Regions from separate parts of the Muntiacus reevesi genome. Here region 2 is linked to region 1. The links are chromatin contacts, called in public Hi-C maps. All regions are on one chromosome and are shown on one strand. The core of a region is the stretch at or near the end of the contact, and the rest is flanking DNA. Distances in the headings are between cores, read along the strand shown. Region 1 holds the start of SMIM29 (small integral membrane protein 29). Region 2 holds the start of NUDT3 (nudix hydrolase 3).

What was found. A called contact is a pair of places that touch in the nucleus more often than the background predicts.
Region 2: a contact with region 1 is called in a Hi-C map of blood, with 3 times the contacts expected there. The contact joins the promoter of NUDT3 here to the promoter of SMIM29 in region 1. A contact is called at or near these places in 2 of 3 Hi-C or Micro-C datasets (blood and muscle).

The regions. Positions count from the first base shown.
Region 1 is chr20:10,407,410-10,413,216 of mMunRee1.1, reverse strand. SMIM29 (small integral membrane protein 29) reads left to right here and starts at 2,790. Exons shown (of 5, transcript XM_065912110.1): 1 at 2,790-2,927; 2 at 4,169-4,352; 3 at 4,532-4,557; 4 at 4,856-4,922; 5 at 5,061-5,469. The coding sequence starts at 4,242. The coding sequence ends at 5,126. HMGA1 (high mobility group AT-hook 1) reads right to left here. Exons shown (of 6, transcript XM_065912103.1): 6 at 5,591-5,807.
Region 2 is chr20:10,543,244-10,548,982 of mMunRee1.1, reverse strand. NUDT3 (nudix hydrolase 3) reads left to right here and starts at 4,019. Exons shown (of 5, transcript XM_065913067.1): 1 at 4,019-4,419. The coding sequence starts at 4,321.

The DNA of each region.
Region 1 (5,807 bases), core at 1,541-4,040:
ATTATTCACAGTAGTATTGAAATCTTTGACTAAAACTGTGATTGTTTTTTCTTACAGTTGTATCCATTTAAAAAAATTTTTTTTTCATTTATTTTTATTAGTTGGAGGCTAATTACTTCACAACATTGCAGTGGGTTTTGTCATACATTGACATGAATCAGCCATGGAGTTACATGTATTCCCCATCCCGATCCCCCCTCCCACCTCCCTCTCCACCTGATTCCTCTGGGTTGTCCATTTTTGTTTCATGTATTTTGAAGCTGTCTTAGTGGGCACGTGAACATTTAGAATTGGTCTATCCTCAGTTAATCGTGTCATTATGAATTGACCTTTTTTTAATCTCTGGTAATATTTTCTGCTCTGCAATCAAATTTATCTGATTTTATTACCGCCCTCCCAGCTTTCTTTCGACAACCATAAACAAGGTGTGTCTTTTCACTTTTATCCTGTTAAGAGTCTTTGTAGTCAAAATACATTTCTTATGGGCAGCATATAATTGGGTCTAACTTTTTAATCCATTCTGACAATCTCAGCCTTTTCATTGGGTTGGTCATTTTATTATTTTTTGGCTATTTGTGGCATGCAGGATATTAGTTCCTTGACCAGGGGTCAAGCTCATGTCCCCTGGGGTGGAAGTGGGGAGTTTAAATCACTGGATCACCAAGGAAGTACCTTAACTGTGCTGTTTAGACCATTTACCTTTACTGTGATGACAGAGTTAGGTTTCAGTTTATCATCCTATTTGTTTTCTGGTTCTCTCATCTGCTCTTTGTTACCCTTTCCTCTTTTTCTGCCTTCTTTTGGATTACTTGAGAATTTTTACTTGTATTTTATCTGTTTTTTTGGCTTATTAACTTATTAATATTAATAAAAATGATTAATTTTATGGTTTACATTATATGGATTTAACCCACCACAGTTCATCTCATCACAGGAACAAACCAGGCCTCACACGCAATCCCAGAGCAGCTGCCAGCACAGAGCTGTCCAGGAAGAGGGCCCCCCACTGGGGCCCACTCTGCTTTCCCCTTGAGGATCACACCAAGGGCATTGGGAGGTCATCACACCACGCAGAACCTCGGCTTGCTCCTTTGTAAACTGAGGTCATCCCACCTGCCCTGCCTACCTTGGAATGGTGTTCTGTCCTAGGAATAAAGACCCCATGCCTTTCCACACACTAGTCTAGCTAATGCAACCACTAGGGCTGCTCCTAGGACCACTAGACTCTCAAGATGTGTGGTTGGAAATACTGAGAATGGGAACAAAGGTTGAGTGTGTGGGCAGCCAAGGGCCCCTGGGCTCTAAAACCTACTGCTTGATCCCTACTTCCCTGGAAGGTGGGGGAGGCCCTGCCTGGGGAGGTGGCCTCCTCCCTCTGCCCTCCTAACAGAAGCCTGATGGGCAGTCTCCCTACTCTCCAGACCCAAAACCCGGAGAATACCAGGAAATTTGCCTGGAGGTTTCAGACCCAAGCTTTTCTCTCATTCTTTCCCTTTATCTGATTCTCCATCACAGTCAGATGGTGGTATCTGGAGGCAAGAGGCGAGTTTCCACCTGTCTTCTGGTTCCTAATCTGGTCATCTCTGCACCAGATCTGCTCTCATCTAACCACTTCTGGAAGGACTTGAGAAGACTGAGGCCTGACCAGACCAAGTAGCTCAACCACATCTGGGCCATTGGCTGTCTCTGGCAAGAACAGGGTGACCCAGGGAATTCCCTGGCAGTCCAGTGGTTAGGACTCTCTGCTTCCACAGCCAGCGGCACAGGTTCCATCACTGGTGGAGGAACTAAGACCCTGTGTGCATCCTCCGACTGTCAAAAAAAGAATAGGGGGAGGCACACCGCCCTGAGGACCTAGGAGGATCTCAACCTAGTTCAGCTGCCACAACTTTTATGTTCTGGGTGTTTTCTATTACCCGCCAATCTAGAGTTTTCCCAATTGCATGTGATTCTGATGAGGGAGAGAACTGTAGGTTTACCTACGGTTGTAAGAAATAATGGAGATAGAGCCCTTCTACACTTGGCCTAGCTTCCCCCAATGCTAACTTTTGCAAAACTATAACATCACCATTAGGATACTGACATTGCTAAAATCCACCGATATTACTCAAATTTCCCCAGTTAAGTGTGTGACATTTTAATGATCAGCCCACGGAAGCTTCGACCTAATCTTAACCTACTTGGCAAACCTATTGTGACGCAGAGGGACATCACCCCACTGGTCTTTTGTGTGTGTGTGTGCCCCAGAAAACCGGAAAGAGGTTAACAGGGAAATTTAAAAATTCAGGGCATGCTATGTGTGTGCTAGGCTCCACTCATGTCATCGTTTGCTGCTTGCAGCAGCCTGTTTTACCAACACGAAGAGTAATAAGTAAGGCGCAAGGAGGGAGGGTGGCTGGGCGCGAGGTTCGAGGCCGGGCAGGGGCTAACCTAGGCCCACCTACACACTCCGAGCTCAGCACAGACGGGCAGTCACGCCGCGAGGAGACCTAGAGGGCTCCACAGACATTAACGGAGGCCCCACGGGGCCTGCGATGCACATTAGAGCAGCAGCCAGCTCCGATCATCAGGGCGAGGGGCGCGCGCGCCACGCCCCGGGCCTGCACGAGAGCTTCGGAGCGCGGCCGCCCCGGGGCCGCCCCGCGGGACGCCGGGAAGCCGCGCGCCCCGCCCCGCCCCGCGCCGCCGCGCAGCCCGCGGCTGCCCCCTGCCGCCGCGGCGTGGGCGCTGCAGCCCCGGCTGTCTCCGCCTCCGGATTGGCGGCTCCGGCAGTCTCCGGGGCCGGCTGCCTGCGGCCATCGGATTGGCTGCACCCCGATACCGCGGCCCCGCCCGTTTCCCCGGGTCCTTTGATCACGCGCCTGCTGGCTCTTCCGGGGCCCGGGAGCCAAACGAGGGCGTTCCTTTCCGGGCTGCAGCGGCGGGAGGTAAGGCATGGCCGGGTTGCATGGGCTGTAGAGCGCCGGTACAAGTCCACGCCTCGGGGTGTCGGGATTCCAGGATACTCGGGTCGCTCTGCGGCCCCCTCACGTTTTCCTCCCCTGGCCTGAGCCTCCCAGCGCCATGGGAACTACCTCCCGCTCTCCCTTGCTGGTCCGCATCCTAGGGTCGGCCTGTCACCCTCCCTACCTCGGAATGTCCCCTCGACCACGGGACGGGCGTGCGACTGGGAGAGTCCGGAGCCCCCATGGGCACCGAGACAGGCGGCTCAGCCCTTAACCTCCGATGGAAACCCAGGCGAGCCGGGGTCACGGACCTCGGGGCATCTGCGTGCAGCCACCCGTGAAGAATCTCCTTGCATCTGTCATGGGAGCTGACCCTCTCCACTTCCGCCTGTCATCCCAGACCAGGAGGGGAGGGACCCGGGCGGAGCCCCGAGTGAGGACCAGGGGGAGGTGACATCACCTCGCAGATGCAGCGCAGCCCTGCCCACTGGTGTCCACCCTAGCACAAGACCAATGAGGGAGACGGTGCCCAGGTTCTATGTCTGGAGTGACACCAGGGACAACGAAGGCCTGGGACCTATAACCTGAAGTGTGGGCACTGGACTAGACTCGAGGCTGGGGTGGGGGGGGGGGGGAGATGCTCCTGCCTCACCCCTTGGCTGCAGTGAGGACTCCGTATTTTAACCTAATCTCTCCATTTTGCTTCAGTGGATAGCTTCTGGCAGCCCAGTGCTTCAGGAGGAGGGGGCAGGAGCTGGGGACCTCCACCTAACCTTCCTTCAGTAACTAGTATCTGCAAATGTTTGGCCAGCACCAGCACCTGAGGGCAGCACTCGGCCCTGGGTCTGGCCTCCCCTCCGTGCCCTTCACCCCCAGGATTTGCTGAGAGTCACTGGAGGGTTCAGCCCAGCACACTGACCTGGAAGGCGCCCCCCTCCCCTTTCCGGACCTGACCTTAGTTTTCATGTATTATTACTATCTCAGGGAGGGATCCAGAGCCTGGCTGTCACCCTGGGTGGAATTGACAACCTCCTTCCCCCTCTTTGGGCTTCCCTCATAGCTCAGTTGGTAAAGAAACTGCCCGCAATGCGGGAGACCTGGGTTTGATCCCTGGGTTGGGAAGATCCCCTGGCGAAGGGAAGGGCTACCCACTCCAGTATTCTGGCCTAAGTCGGACATGACTGAGCGACTTTCACCTTCACTTTCACTTTCCTCCTCTTCAGGGAGCCCAGGGGAGGCACCCTCCCGAGGCAGTACTGCCCATGCTGACTACCCGGCCCTCCGGCTGCCGATGTCATGAGTAATACCACAGTGCCCAATGCCCCACAGGCCAACAGCGACTCCATGGTGGGCTATGTGTTGGGGCCTTTCTTCCTCATCACCCTGGTCGGGGTGGTGGTGGCTGTGGTAAGAAGCCTCCACACACGTACACACCCCAACACTCTGGCTAAGGCAGGGGCGCGTGGGCCCGGACCAGCCTGTACACAGCACCTGTCACAGGAGAGGAGGGTGTGGAGGTGGGTCCCTGTCCCCCCATGGGCCATCCTGGGCTCGGCCGCCTCTGCAGTGCTGTGTCTCTGTTACAGGTGATGTACATCCAGAAGAGAAAACGGTGAGTGTCCCCGCCCTGAGTGCCACCCCCGCTGCATTCTGCTTAAAAGTCCTTCCCATACGACCTGAGACCCCCCCCTCAGTCATTCTTAGACAAACCTAGAGTTCCCTGCATGCCACTGTTAGCTTTTTTCCTACCCAGACGTGTGTCCTTAGAGCTCTAGCATACCCTGAACAGCACCCGCTGGAGGTGCCCTGTTGGGGCAAACGGCTGAGCAGGGAGGTGGGGGGCCGTGGCTGAGCACCCCCGTGCCCCCCAGGGTGGACCGGCTTCGCCATCACCTGCTCCCCATGTACAGCTACGACCCTGCCGAGGAGCTGCACGAAGCCGAGCAGGAGCTGCTCTCAGACGTGGGGGACCCCAAGGTGAGCACTTGGGGGGACAGAGAACCAGCAGGGGTGGGCCTGCTCTCCTCACAGCCCTGAAGCCAGAACCTGCTTCCGCCGGGGCCAGTCAGGCTCCTCCCTCCAAGCTGTGCTGTGGCCTGGTCTCCCCTGCCACAGGTGGTCCACGGCTGGCAGAGTGGCTACCAGCACAAGCGGATGCCCTTGCTGGATGTCAAGACGTGACCTGAGCCCTCTGACCCCGCCCCTCCCCGCAACCATGGGGTCCTGATCCTCCAGGGACCCCGCAGTCTGCTGCTCCCCCAGCACCCTTCCCTCCAGCTCGGCTCTTAAGCCCCGCAGAGCTGCCAGCCTCCGTCGGACCCACCTCCTCACTCAGTCCTAGGCCTTCAGTCCTTTGTGGGGTGAGCCTACCTATCACCCACTCCCAGGAACTAATCAGTAAAAGGGTGGCTGGAATTAGGTAGGGATTTGCCCTCCCAGGCTTAGCTTTGGAGCGGTTCCCATGGTGACAGGGCCTAATGTATATTCAGTATATATATTTTGTAAATAAAATGTTTTGTGGCTAGGGGTGTAGTTGATGTCTTCAAGAGGGGCTTACCTCTTGTGCTTTCTCTTTCACTCACTCACTAGAGCGCCTTGGTTTCTACTCTTCCCTGTTCCAGGCACCCACCACAAAAAAGACTCAGTCCAGAAAAGGATATTTTTTTATTCAAGTAACTGCAAATAGGAAACCAGAGGGGAGCCCCAGGCTGGGACAAATAATGGCTACCTCCTCCCTGACAGAACAGGTGGAGAAGGTGGCCCCTACACCTGACAGTCAACATAGGCCCCCCCTCCTCTGCTGCAGCATCCTAGGGGCAGGACCCCACCTTCCCTGGGACTGGGGGAGTCAGTACCCAGCCT
Region 2 (5,739 bases), core at 2,770-5,269, 130 kb before region 1:
AGTCTCTCTCTACAATGTTTTATACTGTTTAGTGCAAAATGTTTTGTTAAATTTATTCCTAAGGATTCTTATGGTATTTTAAATGGAATTGTATTTTAATTTGATTTTCTCATTGTTTTCTCCTGGGATATGAAAAAGCACTGATTTTTAACCTTTTAAATGAAAACATAATGAACATACAATAAAATGCAGATTTTAGATACTCAGTTCAATGAGTTCTGACAATTGCATACTCCTGTATAATCGCTGCCTAAAACAGGACATAAAGCATTTTTATACCCCCAGGATGTTTTTTCTGCCCTTTTCCAGACAATTCCTTCCTCAGCCCTCCTACAACCACTATCAGATTTCTATCATCACAGATTAGTTTGGTCTGTATTTATATTTTATAGAAATGGAGATATATATATATATAATATACACGCTTTTTTTTTTTTTTGGCCATACTGCATGGCTTGTGGGATCCTGGTTTCCCAACCAGGGATCAAAACCTGTGCCCCCTGCAGTGAAAGCCCAGAGTCCTAACCACTGGACTGACTGCCAAGGAGTTCCCAACATACACTTTTAAAAATGAGTAGCTTCTTTCACTTATAATGTTTTTGGAATTCATCCATATTGTTGCATGTGTCAGTAATCTGTTTTATGATTGAGTAGTATTCAGTTGCACCAATATACCATCATTTATCTATTTTCCTTATGACACATGGGCTACTTCCAGTTTGGGGTTATTACGAATAAGGCTACCATAAACATTCTTATATAAGTTTTTGTGGACATTTATCTTCACTTCTATCGAGTAAACACCTAGGAATGGAATTGCTGGGTCATAGGCTAGGTCTTGGAGAAGGCAATGGCACCCCACTCCAGTACTCTTGCCTGGAAAATCCCATGGGCGGAGGAGCCTGGTAGGCTGCAGTCCATGGGGTCGCGAAGAGTTGGACATGACTGAGCGACTTCACTTTCACTTTTCACTTTTATGCACTGGAGAAGGAAATGGCAACCCACTCCAGTGTTCTTGCCTGGAGAATTCCAGGGATGGGGTCGCACAGAGTCGGACACGACTGAAGTGACTTAGCAGTAACAGCAGGCTAGGTCTAACTTAGTAAGAATTTTCTAAAAGTTTCTTCAGAGTGGTGTTTCATTGTACAACTGGCACACAACCATTATATCAGAGTTTCAGTTGCTCACATCCTAGCCAACATTTAGTGTTGCAAGTCTTTTTTATTTTATTCATTCTAATGAGTGTGATATTGTATCTCATTGTAGTTTTATAGTTACCTAATAATAATGATCTTAAACACTTTTCTGTGTGTTCCTTGGGCATTTTGGGGTCTTATTTTGTGAAGTATCTGTTCAATTACATGTTCCATTTTTAAAAATTGGGGTGTTTGGGACTTCCCTCATGGTCCCATGGTTAAGAATCTGCTTTCTAATGCAGGAGACATGGGTTTGATTCCTGGTCAGGTTCAAACCCTGGTCAGGGAATTAAGATCCCTCATGCCATGGGGCAACTAAGCTGCATGCCACAAACTACTGAACCTATACACCACAATGAGAAGCCCACATGTTACCTGAGGCACCCAAATAAATAAATATTTAAAAAATAAATTAGAGACATAATGGCAGAGGAGGAAGCTAGAAAGACAACCAAAATGACCAGGATTTGGGGAATTCTGTCATGTGAAGATTAACTACAACTAACTGAAATTCATATCTTCTGTGTCCAGGGCTTAGTGAAATGCCAATAACATTACAGGCATACCTTGGAGATATTGCTGGTTCAGCTCCAGGCCATTCAATAAAGCAATTTTTCAAGATTGCAAATATTGCAAAATTCACAGGAACTTTTGTTTTCCTAGGGCAAATGTTTATACTATAGTGTAATCTATTAAGTGTGTAATAGCATTATGTCTAAAAAACAATGCATATACCTTAATTTAAAGGTACTTCATGGGCTTCCCTGGTGGCCCAGTGGTTAAGAATCCACCTTGCAATGCAAGGGACATCGACCAGGTTCGATCCCTCCTCCAGGAAGATCCCACATGCCATAGGGTAACTAAGCCCGTGAACCACAACTACTGAGCCTCAGCTCTAGAGCCTGTGCTGTGCAACAAGAAAAAGTGAAAGTCGCTCAGTCATGTCTGATTCTTTGTGACCCCATGGACTATACAGTCCATGGAATTCTCCAGGCCAGAAAACTGGAGTGAGTAGCCATTGTCTTCTCCAGGGGATCTTCCCAACCCAAGGATCAAACTCAGGTCTCCCACATTGCGGGCAGATTCTTTACCATCTGAGCCACCAGACAAGCACTGTGCTCTGCAACAGGAGAAGCCACTGGAATAAGAAGCCCAGACACCGCAGCATGAGAGTAGCCCCTGCTCACTGCAACTGGAGAGCCTGTGAGCAGCAATGAAGACCCAATGCAACCAAAAAAAAGAAAAACCTTATTACTAAAAAATGCAAACCATCATCTGAGCCTTCAGCAAGTTATGACAGTAACTTCAAAGATCATTGATCATAGTATAATGAAAAGCTTGCAGTATTTTAAGAATTACCAAAATGTGACACAGAGACAAGTGAGCAAATACTGTTGGAAAAAAGTTGCTCAATGCAGGATTGCCAAAGTCCATCAATTTGTAAAAAGACAAAAACAAAGTAAAAGAAATCGAGGTATGTTTGTAGTTACAATGTATTGTGTGACTACTATGTGCCAGGTGTCAAATGCATTTATTTCTGTTTTAGAGGGGTAAAAATTATGTAAATGAATTCCAACTTAGGTTTGTTTGGCTTCAAATCCTGATCTTTTTGGACTATGCTGCTGCTGCTGCTAAGTCACGTCAGTCGGGTCCGACTCTGTGCGACCCCATTGACGGCAGTCCACCAGGCTCCTGTCCCTGGGATTCTCCAGGCAAAAACACTGGAGTGGGTTGCCATTTCCTTCTCCAGTGCATGAAAGTGAAAAGTGAAAGTGAAGTCGCTCAATCGTGTCTTCAAATCCTGATGGTGGCTTCAAATCCTGATCTTTTTGGACTATGCTGCTGCTGCTGCTAAGTCACGTCAGTCATGTCCGACTCTTCGAGACCCCATGGATTGCAGCCTACCAGGATCCTCCGTCCATGGGATTTCCCAGGCAAGAGTACTGGAGTGGGTTACCACTGCCTTCTCCGTTGGACTATGCTAAATACACACAAATTAAAAAAAAAGGGAGGGGGGGAGGGGGGTAATAAGCAATTCACAAACAAATCCCGCACAGGATTTTCAGAACCTCCGGGGCATCCACATGGACTACTTTCGGTGTGGGCTATTAAGAACTTTCACAAGTCACACTCCTTTTATCTTGCTGGAGGGTGTCTGGCTGTATGTCTTTCCCTGGAGAATCTATTTGACACCCACAATATATCTTCCTCTTTTACAGCCCAAATGATGATGCCTTATGATTTTCACACTGTCTTTCTCACTCCTTTCTGACCCTCCTGTATAGCTAAAGAGGAAGCATTTGCCTTTTTGCACGATAAAGAGATGTAAGATAAAACATCTGTCCTTTCAATGAACTACAACGACCCAGCGCATAGACTGTCAGAGATCTTGGATGTCAATGCAATGTGCACCACCTTTTGCTTCGTTTCTGTGCAGTGCTTAATCCCAGGCGTCTCGGGTTGCACGCTCCATTGCGTTTAACTGCATCCTATTTTCTACCTCTAGACCTTCCGTCTCACCCGCTCCCTGATGGATGGGCAAGGCCAAAGACCATGCGGCGTGACCTTGGGCAAATTCTTGCTTCCGCCTCTTTAGCTGAGCGGGGCAGTCCAGCACCCGCACCTTTTCCCCCTCCGCTTCCTCGCAGAGCGGCTCCCAGTCTCCGCCCTTACGCTACTGGCGTAGTGGCCGCGTCCAGCCGCGACGCCCTCTCATCCCAGACGCTCCTTTACGCCGCGCGGACTGGGAGGGCGCGATTCCCGAACGCGGCCGGCGCTACGAGCGCGCGGTCGTCCCGCAGGCCGGCGCGGCCTTACGCCGCTGACGCAGCGCGCCCAAGATGGCGGCACGGTCGTCGTCGGGGGTGGCGGCGGCAGAGGGGGCGGCGGCCGCGGCGGCGGCGACGGCAGCCGTGACGGCGGCGGCGGAGCGGGGCCTCGGCCGGGGGGAATGAGGCGGCCGCGGCGAGCCAGCGGCGGAGCCGTGTAGCGGAGTAGCGGCTCCCCCTCCCTGCTTCCCTTGGCTGAGCCGGGGGCGCGCGCGTGCGCGCGCGGCCGTCCGGAGCGGGCTCCCCACCCTCGACTCCCGAGACCCGCGCCGCACCCCCCAACCTGGGCCCGGAGGATGATGAAGCTCAAGTCGAACCAGACCCGCACCTATGACGGCGACGGCTACAAGAAGCGGGCCGCGTGCCTGTGTTTCCGCAGCGAAAGTGAGGAGGAGGTGAGGCGCGGGGCCGGCCGGGGGTCTCCGGGGTCGGTGGTCACCTCGGACTGAGGCGCGGGGCTGGGGGAGGCGGGAGGCGCGGCCCGGGCCCGGCCGCTCGGTTCGGCCCGAATGAAGTTCCGACGGAATTTCCTGAGGCGAGGGCGAGGGGGAAAGGGACGAGGACGGTGGGCGGAGGGGAAGTGGGTCTGAGGTTCAGGCCGATGGGGACGGCAGCTCGCGGCCGGGGCACTCGCGAGCGGGCCTCCTGTCACTGAGGAGAGAGGGGCGGCGGGCCGAAGGCGGTGGCCGCGGAGAGCGCGCGGCGTTCGGGCCGGGCCTGCGGCTTGGGGTCCGGGGAGGGCAGCCCCGCGCTTGTGTCAGGCCAGCCCGGCACATGTGTGTGTGCAGGAGCCGCCGTGCACGCGGCGCGGGGCCGGCCCTTTGTGGCGGAGAAAGCATCCACTTCATTGGCAGGTTCGGGGTTTGCCGAGGGATTATGTACGTCTGGGAGCCCGAGGCGGTGGGGGGAGCCTTAGGAAGATTTAGGGCGTTGTGTAAAAGCCAAAGCCAGTTGTTTGTTTTCCACTGCGCTGGGTAGTCCATATGGTGTAAGCCTGAGAAGAAAGGACAATTTGATAAGATAATCTTTTTGGGTTGAAAATTTTTTCATTTTAATTGGGAAAGCCAAAATCGGTCTTTTAAGATTCTTTGCTCCGACATTCCTCCATTGCCCTAGGAAGATCTTTAGGATTAAATTTGCTTGCAAAATAGAAATGCTTAGAATCTGCACAGGGTACTTAAAAAAAAAAAAATCTCTAAACTCCTCAAAGCCGTTTCTCTGGTGATAAAGGGAATTCAGAGAAGGCGAATGCTTTTTTTTTTGTAAATCCTCAAAGAATAGCTGCTTTGGAAATTCATAAGATGCTTGTGGGAACGCGTTCCTCTCGTGTGTATGGTGATAAAATGGCAGTTAAACTGGGAACAATGAAGGACAGTGAAATTCAATATGCTGTATTCCAGCATTCAGCAGTGGGCTATCGTGGCAGGGCTGCAAGTACAGTACATCGTGTTGAAATGGAGAGAAAAGAACTTGACCCGTTAGTTATGAAAAGAAGCTGTGATGAAAGACAGATGGGTTGCCAGAAGTTGCTGTCCAAAGATATTTAGGAGGAAGTGGAAATTTATTGCCTGGGAAAAAAAAGTTGATAAAAGCACTGTAATTGTACTGTTGAGAGATTTTGTGTGTTCCTTTCAGTGAAACAGTAGGAAACTAGATTTGGAAATGTATACTTTGTGTCCAAGAATATATTGTAAAAGTCCTCAAAACAGATGGAT